Linked DNA regions of Mus musculus: region 2 is linked to region 1. The links are chromatin contacts, called in public Hi-C maps. All regions are on one chromosome and are shown on one strand. Each heading gives the region's core, a stretch centred on a gene start, on an enhancer-like site or on the middle of the called end of the contact. The rest is flanking DNA. Distances are from core to core; before and after follow the strand shown.

Region 1 (5,142 bases), core at 1,762-4,261:
CAACTCCCTCGCGTTACCCTCTGACCTCCTTTGCTTCCATGTTAGTTGCAGAGGCACACACACACACACACACACACACACACTAAATAATATAATTTTGAGCTCCAATGTCCATTGAGGTATTGCTATATATATGAAATACTTTTCACAAAAAATGTAATGGCAAATAGCACCAGAAGTATAGTATTAGTGATAAACTTAATTATCATGAAATTACAACAAAACTTTACATAAAGGTCATGTCTATCTTTTTTCCTCTTTTAACCCTAACTCTGTAAGTTTACTTATAAAGATGACATTTTTTTTCAGTTTTGTTTCATTTGTTTTGTTTGTTTTTTGAGATGGGTCCTGACTATGTTGCCCAGATTGCTACCAAACTCAGAATCTTTCTGTGTTAAGCAACCAGATTCCAGGATCACATTTGCCAAGCACAAGGAATTTAAAATCTCTGTTTAACTCCTACCTGCTCTTAGCTTTGCCAAAAGGAAAAATTACAATAAAATTGGAAAGAGAGCAGTTTAGGACTCATTACTGAATGGGAAAATTTAATGTAAACCCACCCCATAAGCCCTTCTTTTTTATCTTTCTCATTTCTCAGTGAATTTTCACCATTTTTTTTAATCTTTCTTTCTTTGTTTGTTATACATAAGTACACCGTAGCTGTCTTCAGTCACTCCAGAAGAGGGCATCAGATTTTGTTACGGATGATTGTGAGTCACCATGTGGTTGCTGGGATTTGAACTCGGGACCTTAGGAAGAGCAGTCGGAGCTCTTAACCACTGAGCCATCTCACCAGCCCGAATTTTCACCATTTTAAGGTAGGCTTTAGGAGAGTCAGTTACCATTTTTAAGTGAAACTACAGCTCAGAAATGCTAGGAACCTGGAGTGTCACAACAGACCCCAGCCAGAGCCAGCTTTAGAATCCATGTGTGGTAGGTACCCGGGATTACCAGTTTCCTTTGTCAGGGCCCTACAGACCTGCTCAGGTGTACTGGCCGGTTCTGTGTCAACTTGACAGAGCTAGAGTCAACAGAGATAAGGGAGCCTCATTGAGAAAATGACTCCGTAAGATTCAGCTGTTCAGCTTGTTCTTAATTAGTGATCAATGCGGAAGGGTCCAGCCCACTATGGAAGGTTTCATCTGTAGTAGCTTTGAAGGGAAAGGTTTCCCCTACAGAAGCGTTTCAGCTCTTCCAACAGGAGGAGGTTTACCAAGCAAAAGGTATTATAGCTCTCCTTGGAGAGGTATCCTGGCAGTAGGAAGCCAAGGAATGCCACAGTCATACCACACAACAAACCTCACACGAGAGATTTATTGGGAGGAAAAGACCAGAAGACTGCCAATACTGGGGATAGAAGCAACCAAGTACTGAGCAGAACTCAAGCTTTATATATGGCTTCTTGGGGTGGGGATGGGGTGGGTGGGGAGGCGGGGAGATTTCCAGGGTGAGAATTGGTGGGGTTTCAGTTCCTAGTCTTGAGCTCAGGGATTGGTGGGGTTTCCTGTTCAGGGATCAATGAGATGTGTGTGTGTGTGTGTGTGTGTGTGTGTGTGTGTGTGTGTGTGTGTGTATGCTCAGGGATGGGGTTTTTGTGCTCAGGGATTGGTGGGCTCTTGTTTCTTGGCCCTGGTCTTGGGATCAAGTCAGGGTCAAAGTGCCCCCCCACCCTTTGGCCCTTTTACCCTACTCCATCCCTAGGCTGGTGGTTCTGGATTCTACAGACAGCAGGCTGAACGGACCATGACTAGCAAACCAGTGAGCAGCACCCCCCACAGCCTCTGCATCAGCTTCCGCCTCCAGGATCCTGCCTTGTCTGAGTTCCTGTCCTGGCCTCCTTTGATGATGAACAGTGCTATGGAAACATAAGCCAAATAAACCCTTTCTTCCTCGAGTTGCTTCGGTCATGGTGAAATGTTCTTTAATTTCTCTCTCAGCTCACAGAACTTTAGTTTCCTGTATAGAAGGCTCATACCTTTTCTTAGATTGTTAGATCTTTGTTATTTCTTAGTATCATTATAAATGGGTTATATATATATATATATATATATATATATATATATATATACACAGCTGGGCATGGTGGAGGCTGCAAAATCAAAAGTTTGAGCTTATCCTTGGCCCACACAGTGAGTTTGATGCCAGTCTGAACTACACTGTTACAAATAAATGAAACCAGGGTTGGGCAGATGCTCAGTGGATAAAGCGCGAGCTTGCCTAGAGGAAGCTGCCTGGCTAGAACCGCAAGCTCCGGCCGGTTCAGTCTGGACCATTGCCTCGGTAAAAACAGTGGAGAATAGTAGAGGAAGATACTGACATCAGCTTTGGGTCTTTATGTGCATATGCATGCACATGCGTGGATGTGTAAACATAAGCATGCACACAGCACTGAAACGGGATTGCTTGTGCATGCGCACACGCGCGCGCACACACACACACACACACACACACTCAAAGCCGACAACCAGATTTTGTTTTCTGTGGGAATGGTGACACAGACCTGTAATCCAGCCTTCAGGAGGTTGAGACAGGAGTACCTAGAGTTTGCATCCCTTCTGGGCTACAGAGTAAGAACTTATCAAAACAAATAAAAAACAACACCAAATAGAACACCTGCAGTGTACATTATAGTAACTGGTTTCTGGTAAGCGGAAATATTGCTCTTTTTTCCTTGTAATTTATCTTATACAAAAAATCGTATTAAACTGCAGACATTGAGGGAGCAGAATGGGACCCTGGGTAGTTAACTATTTTTCTTTAAAAAATGAAATAAAAAAGAATGTAGTATTTTAGCCACCAGATATAATATTTTAAAATGATAAATGTTATTGTTTGTGTCAATATTAATTGCCAGTTATGAGAATGGCAATGGGATTTATTTTAAAAAAAACAAAACAAAAGAAAACAAAACAAAAAAACCTAATTGAACAGCACGGCTAAGTCCCTACATCTCCAGGAGGTGGCGGCAGTGAGCTACTAGGACGATAGTTCAGTCCGTTTTCAGCGGCTGAGTCTGGTCATCTTCATTCCCTGAATTAGCTTGCTACCCTTTCCGGTAGACACGATCCTCACTGAGGCTGCCCAGTATAAGGGCTTCTGCTCCCCTAATTTTGATCTAGCTGGGCTACAATGCTCAGAGAGGGTCCCCTCAATTTACCCAGAGGGGATCCTTAGCTTCCCACGACTGACAAAAGGATTCGTCTCAAACTCAACTCACCGCCTGTAATGTACGAGCAGACAGGCAGGTGCACACTGTCCAATTATCTTTGCCTCTTCTGCTGCTGTGGCTTAAATGTCAGCAGTTTCTCGGGGAGAGGAAGGCAGGATTAGGGTCGGACCTCCCTTCCTGTATTATGGGCAGTTGTTCACCTTCTCATAGACAAAGCCCTTGGTTCTTGTCCACCTGAGTTGGAAGGCAAGTTTCCTGACAGGCCCTGGGCCTTGTCTCAGGGTTTCCTCCCAGGAATCTCTGTGAATCGTCAGTGGAATTGCAGTAAATGTTAAAGCAAACAAACAAAAATTCCCTGTAAATGCTGGGAAGACCGGAGCCGCCTGTGGACACTGAGTGTTCTACCTCTATCATTTCGATTGCTTCAATCCCTCTTTTGTTTGTTAGTGTTTGTGACAGGGTCTGCGTATATACTCCTACATGGTCTAGAACTAACACTGTAGCCTAGGTTGGCCTCAACCCCCCCCCCCCAAGTTCTGAAGTTATAAACATGAGTTACCACATCCAGCTGATAACCCCTTTTGAGTGACCATAATAAGGGGATACATAAAGCTTAAAATATAAACCACATCAGGAAGATCTAAGCAACAACTTATGACAAATTGACATGTGTACAATGAAATACATAACTGTAGTAAATCACATAGGTTACTGTCCAAATGACTGCAGATGATATTCAAGATAAAAACGCTCTATGGGTTTGCCTGATCTCGGTTGAGGTTCCCTCCTCTCAGATGACACTAGCTAGTGTCAAGGTGACATTAAAAACTAACCAGGACACAGCAATCCTGGTAGACAGCACTGTGTGCTCAGAACAGTTTCATTTAATTTCTCCATTTAATTGTCTGTCAACTTAGAAGCCTCTTGATCCTACATGCATGGGACAATCTCTACGCTATCTATTCTGGTTGTGGAACTATTTGTCCATACTTAAATCATTAACACACTTAAATGTAACTTTAGTTCATAGTAAGACTCAATGCTGGCTGCAGGTGGGTGCCTATGAGTTTGAGACCAGCCTGGTCTACAGAGTGAGTTCCAGGGCAACCAGGACTGTTACACAGAGAAACCCTGTCTCGGAGAAGAAAGGGAAGGAAGGAAGGAAGGAAGGAAGGAAGGAAGGAAAAGGGAGGGAGGGAGGGAGGGAGAGAGAGTGAGAGGGAGAGAGAAGACCTAAGTGGAATGAGTCCACCCCATCCATTCTTCTTTGTTCAGGCTCTTCTAGGTTAACTACATTTTCAAACAAAAGTTAAAATCAACTTGAGAATTCTCTCTCTCTCTCTCTCTCTCTCTCTCTCTCTCTCTCCTTTAGAAGTGTGGTTTTGTTGTAGTAGGTGTGGCCCGAGTCACAGTGGAGGTGATCTTAAAAGCTCAAGTCTGGCCAGGGTGTTTCAGTCTCTCCTGCTGCCTGTGGATCAAGATGTAAGAACTCTTTAAAGAAAAAAAAAAATTTATATGAGTACACTGTAGCTGTATGGAGCCTTGATGTGGTTGTTGGAAATTGAATTTTTAGGACCTCTGGTTGTTCCAGTCGGCCCTGCTTGCCCTGGTCAACTCCACTCACTCAGTCCCTACTTGCTCCGGCCCAAAGATTTCTTTATTATTATTATAAATAAGTACACTGTAGCTGTCCTCAAATGTACCAGAAGAGGGTGTCAGATCTCATTACGGGTGGGTGTGAACCACCAGGTGGTTGCTGGGATTTGAACTCGGGACCTTTGGAAGAGCAGTCAGTGTTCTTGCCCGCTGAGCCATATCACCAGCCCAAGATGTAAGACATCTTAGCTTCATCTCCAGCCCCAAGTCTGCCTGCCTGCTGCCATCCTTCCCACCGTGATGATAATGGATTGAACCTCAGAAACTATAAGCCAGCCCCCAATTAAATGTTCTTCTTTATGAGTTAACACGGTCAT
Region 2 (5,142 bases), core at 374-2,873, 590 kb after region 1:
GCACTACCAGCATTTTTAAAAACAGGTTTAATTCGCCTTATTCTTATTGTATAAGTACGCTTATGTGGTAGCCACAGCTGAAGCCTGGGTCCTCTGAACAAGCTGGTGTGGTTTTTCACAAGATGGTCGGTTAATTCCTAGTAAGGAGACGTGGTAAACACAGTCTTTTTCCAGAGAGATGGCATTAAAGATGGCCTTGACAAAGTTGCCCAGGGTGGCAGTCAGTCCCTGGCTGATGTGTAGCAGTCACCAAGTTCCAGCCCTCATCAGTAGCTTCTTGGGAACAGAGGCAGAGACGATACCCGTTTCTCTCAGGGCAGGACGGAGACACACCAACACAGAGGCACTCAGCAACACGGCAGCCTGTCACCTTGCATGGAACTGTGTGGGGCTTGCCTATCTTGTCCCTCACTCCATTCCCATAGCCTCTCCGCACAGGGACAATGGAGAGCTTGATCAAGAAGATGGCCCCTGGGGTGGCAATCGCTATGTCCTTGGAGCATTTAACACGAAGACCAATGTGACTGTTGTGACCAACCATTGTAGTCCCCATTAGCTACAAAAGCCTCGAACCTGGTCTGCTGGCCAGCCCGAGTCTGCTTCGGCACTGGCATGATCTTTAAAACCACATCCTTTAGGGTTGCACCCAGGAAAAAAGTCAACAATCTCAGATTCCTGAATGAGCAGAGAGAACAGGCAGATCTCCTCCAAGGACTTGACCTTCATGTCTTTAACCAGACAGCACAGCTTGGTGACGGAGACCCACTCCTTGTCATCTTGTCTTAGGCTTTACCTCCATGGGCCCTGCGGCCTCCTAATCCTGCCCAACGCCGTACCCGCCTCCCCTCCCCCAGATCCTCTGGTGATCCTGGTGCACCAGCATAATCCGCCATTGTCATTTTCCTGTAGAAGAAGAAACTACCTGCCCATTTTTAAATCGCTTATATTTATATGAGTTTTAATTGTCTAGTAATATTATAATTTAGACTTTAGGCTTAGCTCACACTCTAAATTGCAGAACACTGACTGATGCCCAACACACACCATCACATTCCCCTATTTTATCTTTTACATCACTTGCCATTATTTAAAAATGAATATTTGTTGACAAAATAGAAAAGTCTATTTACTTTATTTTCTATTTCTATTTATTTTCTATTAAAATCTATTTCTTCTTATTTTCCCTATCATGTAGAAGCACTTGCCTAAGTTTCTCAGTCAGGCTTCTAATTCAGAATGCGAGGAATAATCTCATCTTTCTGATCCCCTTGACAAAGCTATAAACTGCATTCTGTGCTAAAAGCCCATTACACCAATCATGCATTTGGATTAAGCCATCATAAATTGCTAATTTAATGAAGAACTTTAAATGGTCATAACCAGCCCATTTGTGAACAGTGGAGTGATAGCTACAGTGTTGTAGTGAGATTTCCCAGTAAGCCTCTAGTCTGTCGTTTTGAACATGTGCCAACATGAACTATTCCTAGCACTGTACCGTGCCGCACCCACTGAATTCTGACAGATGCCCTGCATGTCAGGCACTAATATCTACCCCCACTTAGCAGACAAGGAAACTGGAGCTTGGGCTGATTGACTAAGTTAGCCCACGTGACTTGACTAACTGAGAACACAGTTACACAGACGCATCTCATCGGAACCCCTGCCTTCAATATTTTCAGTGTATGGTCTGACACTGGGAAACAAAACTTCCTGTTTCACAATCTCAATACCACCTCATCCTCACGAGAGCAGGGGAGGAGGAAGGCAGCCATCCTCGGAGGCTACAGAAGTCAAGACCCTCTTCTCATAGCTTATGAGAAATCTGCATTAAAATAATTTATCTATGTCTTCCATTATAGTCATGCTCTGCCTTATAAAATATGTGACTTTATGTAATATTTAGGAGCCTAGTATGTATCTAAGTTCATGACTCCCATTCATAAATATTTCTCTTCACCTCAAAGCTGAGTCTATAAGGGCTTCCTTTAGCTAAGATGACTAAGTACACTCTTCTCCACATCATGAGCCTGGTGATCTTTCCACAGTTGTCCTCAATGCTCTTCTTCCGTCAAGTGACTCCTGAATGGCTACACCCAACCTTAAGACAAAAGAATGTTTGCACGTCCCTGTCCCCGTTGCTTCTAAGCAGGGTGTACCTTTCTCTTCCCTGAACAAATCTACAGTTGTCCTTTCTGACTTACTGAATTGGATGTCAGAAGAATGCTACAGTGTGCTCCCAGGAGTCAATAATAGAGTGGAGACAGAAATTTGACGCGTAACTGGGTCATCGTGCTGTCATCCTGCACAGTGTCAGCAAATCCCAGGCAGCATTGGGCGTTTGCTCTGAATGACTGCCCTATGGTCATGTGCCACCACCTGAGCCAGGAAGCACATGGTGTTTCCTGTCTCCCTGCTACCTGGCAGGAAGTGCTTAACTGGAGGTGACTGGGGACAGAAGAGGCTAAGGCTAAAACCAGAGAGCAGACAGAGTCACTTGGCCAAATTTTTGTATTAACTTCATGCCTGCATCTCCTCCCTATTCCTTCACTGAGCACCATCTACCCATAAATAGTGTGATTATACACACACTAGTATAGACCTACTAAGTGATATTAAATATTTCACTTTATCTATTCTTAAAACTTTAATTCTAAATTGTTACTCTCTCTGTAAAACTATAGATAATTCTATAGACACTGGAGTCTTTCCACTCTGTCCTTAAAAGGGTAGAGAAATGGTAACCCTTGTACTTTAGTTCAGTTAGAGGCCCACACACAGTAGGAAATCGTCCATAGAAAGAGCACAGGCCACCTTAGAGCTGCAGAGGAAGGTGTGCAATCAAATCAGCCTGTTCCTTGCATCTGCAGTACTGTGTTGGTTCAGATTCTTACAGAAGGCAAGAAAAACAGAGATGTGAGGGGGGCATAAAGAGGGAATTGTGGGAAGGTCAGGAGGCCAGGGGCAGGAAAATTTGCAAGGACCTCTACGGCATGTTGCAGGCTGTTGTACTTTACTCAGAACTAAACAAAATTGTCTGCATTTGGTAATTACAAGAGTGTATTCTGGTTAATTAAAAACAGTTTATCATATTAGTAGTTAATAATATCTGACAATGGGACACAAATTTCCTTTTATTATTATTATGAATTCAAAATTAACATTAATGCTTGGGGAAAGCCTTAGAAAGCAACAACTCTGAGTCCCTGGGACCTTTCACCCAATGATGGTTTTAACATTGCTTTGAGCAGTTTCATCTCATAAATAAATTTATTACTAGAAATTGAACTCATTATCAACTTTCCACTCTCACTCCCTAGACACACACACACACACACACACACACACACACACACACACACACACACGAGACCGGAGCTCTATTTTGTAGCCCAGGCTGTCCTGGAACTCATTACATAGTTCAGGCTGGCTAACTAAAAAGGTTTTTGTTTTTTTTTTTCTTATTTTCATATAGGCTTTAGGAAGGTATTGCTATAAACAAAAACACCACACACACACACACACACACACACACACACACACCAAGAACAGTAATCTGTCAATAGAATTAAGTAAGTTAGGAACCTCAAAACTTGAGTTAAGGAATTTTGTGTTAGCCATTAGTATTATTTAACCTCAGCCTTCTAATGATAAAAGGGATGATGTAAATATACTCTATTATTTAAAAAACCCTGTGGCATATGCATCCTAAGAAATAATACAGATAAGCTGTTTACCTGTCATTGGTTCACAATTCCATGACCTACATCAACAGACCTTACTCACAATAACAAATAAAAATGGTTTTTGTTGTTATTTTTAAAAGTCTTACTAGGTAGCCCTGGCTGGCCTGGAACCCTCTGGGTAGCCCAAGCTAGACTCAAATTCATAGAGACTTACTTATCTCTGCTTTCTGAGTGCTAGAATTAAAGATGTATACCACCAAGTCTGACCTGTTGGTGCCAAAGCTATCATTTCATAATTACATCTGTTTTCTGTAAACCAGTAAACATATAGATTGTGTGTGTGTGTGTGTGTGTGTGTGTGTGTGTGTGTGTGTGCATGGCTCACTAGATGTGTACATATGTGTGTAGGGTGCACATGTGCAGACAGCAGAGGACAACCTCTCAAGTCCTTTCTTGGGCATCTTCCAGCTTTTGGGTTTCAGACAGGGATCTCCCTGGCCTAGGGCTTCTTCACGTAGCCTAGGCAAGCTGGCCAATATGCTACAGGAGTCCCCTGCCTGTCTCCTTCTCTCCATCCTGGAACTGCAAGCATGTGACAATATTTCTAGTCTCTTCACATAGCTTCTGGGAATCAAACTGAGCAGTTTCTGCTTATGAGGAAGGAGGTTTATTGATGAAACATCCCACTGACCCTGAACTTCATTATAAAATTGAGAACCAAGGCAATCACACAGGGCTGGCTGACCAGCAAAGGGAGAAGAACCTAATTTGAACTAACCTGTTAATGGTTTCATTATTTTCCCTTAGTGGAGCATGGACGCCATTCATAACCAGCTTAAGGGAGCATTCACTTTGTCATAATAGCAACTAGAGAAAGTATCCTATACACAATATCACAAACTAAAGATCAAAAACCACGCAGACAGATCCTGGCCACTACTGCGAACCTGAAAATGTCGTTTCATCCTCACAGGGTTCCAGACAATACACAGTTCTAAAGCAAAGAGCCCACAAAAACCACAGTAGGGAAATAAAGACAGATAGCAGTTGCATCATGGTGCCGGAAGCCAGCGTTCAAGAAACTGAAGCACAACACAGTGCTTAGATCCTACCCGTCAGCCCAGTTTCTCTGGGCTACTTCCCGGTCGGTTAACCTGGAAGATTCTTATGTTCAATTCCTTTCCCATTTGGACTCCATCCTGCTTCTCTAAATTAAAGATGGAGAAGAGACATTAATTTCAGTCGTGTTATCAACTTCCTAATCCAAATTTAAAATTCACAGTCATTCAAAGTAAATACACACAGCATGTCGCAAAAGGACTTTGTTCAAAGACACCTCAAGAAAGTATGTTAGCTATGACTGGCACACGGACACCCCCTAACCAGGAGGAGCTGGAGATAAACACAGGCGTGGAGTTTATACCAGCCAAACAGGAAAGCCTCAGAGATTTTTTTTATA

What was found. Hi-C and Micro-C count contacts between places; a contact is called where the count stands out from the background.
Region 2: a Hi-C map of bone marrow-derived macrophages shows a contact between it and region 1, with 12 read pairs. The contact joins two enhancer-like sites.

The regions. Positions count from the first base shown.
Region 1 is chr10:20,287,595-20,292,736 of GRCm38.p6, forward strand. No RefSeq gene overlaps it. Among named protein-coding and RNA genes, the nearest start is that of Gm48249, 3.5 kb to the left of the region's middle. Within about 2 kb of position 3,012, at least 66 of the 459 cell types and tissues checked have an H3K27ac peak or open chromatin away from gene starts, as enhancers often do. A contact at or near this core is called in bone marrow-derived macrophages, where this site is marked.
Region 2 is chr10:20,878,083-20,883,224 of GRCm38.p6, forward strand. It overlaps the pseudogene Rps2-ps3. Among named protein-coding and RNA genes, the nearest start is that of Gm33510, 42 kb to the left of the region's middle. Within about 2 kb of position 1,624, at least 11 of the 459 cell types and tissues checked have an H3K27ac peak or open chromatin away from gene starts, as enhancers often do. A contact at or near this core is called in bone marrow-derived macrophages, where this site is marked.